Regions from separate parts of the Gossypium hirsutum genome. Here region 1 is linked to region 2. A link is a contact called in public Hi-C data. All regions are on one chromosome and are shown on one strand. Each heading gives the region's core, a stretch centred on a gene start, on an enhancer-like site or on the middle of the called end of the contact. The rest is flanking DNA. Distances are from core to core; before and after follow the strand shown.

Evidence for each region. A called contact is a pair of places that touch in the nucleus more often than the background predicts.
Region 1: a Hi-C map of leaf shows a contact between it and region 2, with 3 times the contacts expected there. The contact joins the promoter of LOC107896884 here to the enhancer-like site in region 2. A contact is called at or near these places in 10 of 34 Hi-C or Micro-C datasets (anther, hypocotyl, leaf and 2 more).

What each region holds. Positions count from the first base shown.
Region 1 is chrA10:89,531,793-89,534,624 of Gossypium_hirsutum_v2.1, forward strand. LOC107896884 (transcription factor MYB16) reads right to left here and starts at 1,474. Exons shown (of 3, transcript XM_016822182.2): 1 at 1,060-1,474; 2 at 842-971; 3 at 1-309. The coding sequence starts at 1,192.
Region 2 is chrA10:89,452,679-89,455,378 of Gossypium_hirsutum_v2.1, forward strand. No RefSeq gene overlaps it. Among protein-coding and RNA genes, the nearest start is that of LOC121208361, 5.0 kb to the right of the region's middle. Within about 2 kb of position 1,288, at least 5 of the 9 cell types and tissues checked have an H3K27ac peak or open chromatin away from gene starts, as enhancers often do. A contact at or near this core is called in leaf, where this site is marked.

The DNA of each region.
Region 1 (2,832 bases), core at 224-2,723, 79 kb after region 2:
GAAGAAGCAAAAGCTGCTGTTGGTGGACGAGTCAGGCGGTGTTGAAATGAATGTGAATGTGAACGTAGCTTTGATTCTCGAACCAATCTAGCTTCAGCTTCAAGCCTAGCACTTTCCCACTGAGCCATATGGCTAAGGTTTGCTGCACTCTTGGATTGAGAATCAATGGAGAGTAAAGCATCAGATTTTGGCTTGTGAGTGATCGGATCAATCCCCAATTTGGCTAACCTTTTCTTAAGATGAGTATTCCAGTAGTTTTTTATCTCATTATCTGTTCGCTTTGGCAAGTGAGTGGCTATAGCCGACCACCTGCAGACACAAGAAAATACAACCCTTTATCCAAAACCAAGATAAAAGAAACCGTCAACTGCCCACAAAACAGTTTCTTTCGATGTTTCAATCATCTAAAAGATAAAAAAAACAAAACCATTGATCAGATAGACAAGAAAATGACGGAAGAAAAATGAAAACAAAAAACTGATTTGCGAGTTAAATAAAACCCATTAGTCTTTTAAAGATACCATACTATAAATAAAGAAGGGTTTTATAGGTGATAGGGTAGACTGGCAGCAGTTCAACGTCTAAGTAACTGTGTCCGGCCATTATATACAAATATATATACAGCTGAATCCAACGAGATTTTTAACTTAAACTTGACAACCAAATATGGAAAAATAGGTTGAGAAATTGAGAACACCCAAGTTCAGAAAACAAGCTATGTTTTTAAAGTGATAACGGACAAAAACTCTGAAATATATATTCAAGGGTCTTGATGGAAAAAGAAAAGAAAAAAAAAACTATCATTTCTGACTAAGCAACATTGTGATGAAATTTTCTTGACCTGTTCCCTAAAAGGGCATGAAGTTGAATGATAGTTTGCTCTTCTTGCATGCTAAACTTTCCTCTCTTAATATCAGGTCTGAGATAATTAGTCCATCTAAGCCTGCAGCTCTTTCCACATCTTTGAAGACCTAAACAGAAAGTAAAAGAAGAAAATTTGAGAACGAGAGAGGAATGAGAATGAAGTAAGCAAGAAAAGTAAGGCTAGGGTTTAGTCACCGGCTTTGGCCGGCAAGGCACGCCAGCTTCCATGACCATGTTCTTCAATGTAAGCTAAGAGTTTCTGATCTTCTTCTGGTGTCCATGGTCCTTTCTTCAACCCCACTTTGTCACAGCAAGGTGATCTCCCCATTGGGTACAATATAGTGAAATTAAATGAGAAAAAAAAAGAAGAAGAAATTTAAGTTGGGTTCTGTTTTAACAGCACTCTTACTTACACAAGATATGATAAACTTGTGTAAGAGTGAGAGAGGAGGAAGCTTGTGTTTGTAAATGAAGAGATGGGCAGAGAAGAAAGGTACGCCAAATAAATGGGATGGTCAGAGTATATGCTAAAGTAACATTTGCAATGAAGAATTTAAAACCCAACTTTAGTTAACATTACTTCACTACGAAGCTTTGCCTTACTTGATTCATAGGGCATCCAAAAATTGTCCCATTTATGTATGGCCAAAATGGAGATTTCGAAGGATTTTTGGGTCCTCACAATTAAGAAAGCAAAAGGGTACAGTAAATGGTGTGGGGTCAGATCTAATATTTCAAGTCTCTCTCAAAATTTTCTTACATTACATTACTCACTGTGATGTGACTTCTTTAAAATTTTGACCCATTTTTTAAGATGTATTAATTAGCTACTAAAGTTGAATTTCAATAAAAACAAAGTATTTTAATAATTCCAGCTGCTTTTAGATTTATTGAAGGTTAAATGTTAAAGTTGTAGGCAATTTGGTAAAGAAGCCCACACACACATATGTATAAGAAGAGTGTTACAAAAATATTACCGTAATCATTTGATTAGGAAAAGGGTTGAGTTGGTTCTCAATTATTAATTAAGTTGTAATTGAATCAACAATTGAAATATTAAAAGTAGACACGATTGATTATTCAGTTTGAGAATTTGTTTTATATTTATGAGGTATTATTTAAAGAGTAATTCATTATATATCAACAAAATAATACGTGATTTAAGTTCAACTCATTTATCAAGCTGTAACTTCATTCTTATACATTAACAAAGATCACTCTCCCCACTAAGTATTTCTCTTAGAAAACTTAGCTACAAGTTAAACCTCATAATAGTTTGATTACAATGTATTTACATTGAAAATAAGTTTCTAAGATGAAGTAGATTTGAGCTCTCTACAACTTGTACATAATCAAGTAAACAAGCCTTCTTTAAATAGGCATTTTTGTCTTGCAAATCTCTAACTAGTGTGAACGATATATGCTCTTGTAATTGTGCTTCAATTAGACTTCTATATGGCATTAAATAAGCATTTTTTTCATTTATTGGACTTCTATAGAAATTGGATCTCATCATATATGATAACTTGATCACATGCAGAATCTTCAAATGAAGTCCTGTAACACCCTTTACCCGTAACCCACGTCGGGGCTAGGTACAAGGCATTACCTAACTTGATCTCATGCATACAACCCATCTTAAATTACCGAGACTCAGTCCAAATTAAAACTTTTCAATTTCTACTTTAATCATCTTATTATGGGCCTAAGAGCCTCAAATTGATCATTGAAAACTATTCGAAACCATTTCGGGTCCTTAAACCAACATTAGGAAATTTGCTTTTAAAACAGGGCATACGCCTGTGTGGAAGGATAACATGCCCGTGTGACCATTTCAAGATGGTTGTGTTGATTGCCTGTGTGGCTCGCACGGCCTAAGCACCCTAGGACATGCCCGTGTCCCACATCCTTGTAGAATTAATTTCTAATTTAGACCTACAAGGGTTTTCATGTAACGCCCCTAACCCG
Region 2 (2,700 bases), core at 38-2,537:
TTTCATTTACCAACAAAACTAGTATGTGATCCGATATCGTTCTGTTTAGTCCTTGCTGTTGTAAGTCTTTCAATTGAACCAACCATTCTTCCTCTAGTAAAAATCTATCAAGTCTACTACGTCTATTGTCCGGACCAATCCATGTGAACTTTTTCCCCAATAACGGCAAATCTTCCAATTTACATCTATCAATAAAGTCACCAAACTCCTTTGACCCCTTCTTTATGCCCGAACAGATGATTCGTTCACTTCTATTTCTCACCATGTTAAAATCCCCACCTACTATCCATGCATTACTAAATTTACTTCTAAACCCATATAGATCTTCCCAAAGAATTTTTTGATCTGACAGATTGTTAGGAGCATATACATTAATCAATACTGCCTTCATCCTTTCACACACCTACTTTCCTTCAATTACAATAAATTTGTTCCCACTAAACTCCATATTGGTTGTAAACATACCTTTATCCCATATTGTTATCAATCCTCCTTACCTTTCTATTGCAGCTGCAAATTTAAATTCAAAATAGTCATCGCCCCAAAATTTTCTAACTAAATCCATTGACACCATTTCTAACTTAGTTTCTTGAAGGAAGCAGACATTTGCCATAGTCTTTCTCACTAATCTATTGACAGCTTCTATTTTAGCTACAGGCCCCAACCCTTTGATATTCCAGGAGACAAATCTCATATTTCCAATCGAACTAATTAAATAAAGTAAAATCCAGTAAACCAGCCACTCACCAATTATCCTGAATTCCTCCTCCCTCTGTCTTTGATAGCTCCCTATTGCTGCCCTTCAATCCTCATTATCTCTTCGATTACTATCTCCTCATCGCCTTGGACACTAAACCCCAATTTTTTCCCCACCTCCCACGTCTTCTTCGCTTCTTTAACAATGACTTTTCTTCTGTTACTGATGTCTGAGTCCGATAACGATAGGTTTGCTATGCTTTCGTCGTTCCTGGAATCCCCATTTCCCTTTAATTTTCTCATTCCCCTATCTCTCTTCAGCTTTTCTTTTGTTGTGAGCACTGTATCCTGAATCTTCTGCATAAATCTAATTCTCTCATTCAACACTTTCTTATTTCTTTTGTTTTGTCTTATTTGGAAAAGTTCCTCTTCAAGTTCAGATGCTGCAACCCGATCCCTTGGTTCCTCTATTTCTTATAAAAATGTTGAATTTTGATTTAACTTTGGGTTCCCTTCATTGATTGGAATCTGCATTTCTTTCTCATTTAAGTCCATTTCATTGCCCTCAACTATTTGTGTTTCTAGCCCTTTATTCTGATCCAATACCAATACTGAGCCCATAGTAATTAAATCTTCTTGACCCTGATCCGTCAAGGCTTCAATAGCCTCCCCTTTGAAAGCTTTTTCAATAAATAATACAAATGTAATTTCAAAAATAATTTAGATAGAAACATGATGAAGTCGTCAAAATGGGTGGAACATTTGAAAAGTTAAGCTAATTTAATTGACAAGAACATGAAGAAAATGTATTGTAGATAAGATTTTTAAGCAAGAAACGTGAACCAATGCTTCTTGCAGATTTTTTCTTTAATATTATCAGTTTGCCTCAGAGACTTAAGTCTGATATCCATATAAATATGTCTTGTGTCCAAGAGAATCAGAAATGGAGTAAATATGAGACTTGAATATTATATTTTTGTTGCATTCATTTCCCCTTTTTCCATTAAGTTGAAGCTTTCAATTAAGGTGCCAGTAAACTTAGGCTAGATAAAGACTAGCATTGGGAGACGTCTAATATAACTTATAGACTATATATTTGCTCTATGCTTCTTGGTGAAGGCTAGCACATTGACTGAATTATATCAATGACAATGGATAGGTTTTGAATAAAGCAGCCTGGTTCTCTTAGGTTGTATATGTTAATGCTGAAAGATTAGTTCGATAAGTATATGCAATTGTTTTAAAAAATTTTAATTTATTTAAATAATATTACATTATACTTATATTTGAATATTTGTATACGAACAAATACAAATACTCTAGAAAACTTAAAGGTTATATAACATGGTTTCTATAGAAAAACAGATCAAAGCTTTCTAAATTTTTCCTTCCTTCTTCAGCGGTTTAATCAACAAAAAGTGCTCCCCAGAGATGCTTGTTTAACAGCTAACTGTTTAAAAAAAAAATTGTGATATAAATTGATTTGTTGAGCAAACCTTTGAACAACTTGTCAAGAAATAAACAGACTTCAAATCTCTAAAATTTAGATGAAAGTGATGGGGTTTATCAAATCTGACTTAAAATCATAGTTATCTATCTTTTATTTCGTATGCCAAGATTTGTAATTACCCTATTTATAATATTAATTTCAAGATTCTAACTAATATTATCATAAAAAGATGTGAAATTTTGTCTCCTTTTGGCATTAGAGAAATGATTAAAACTGTGTCATAATATGTATTATATAATTAGACATTAAATAAAAAATAATTTATATAAATTTAAACTTGAAATTAGAAAGATAAATAAAAACATTAATAAAAAATAAGATTTTTAAAATATTTTCTTCTCATTTTTTAAAACAAATCATGAGAGTTACCAAAAATAATCTATTGAAATTAATTTATTACTAACTCATATTAAAACATAATAAATAAATAAATAAATATCCTTATGCACAGTGGTGAAGCCGGCGACTGGCAGAGATCCCGATTCACCCTAAAA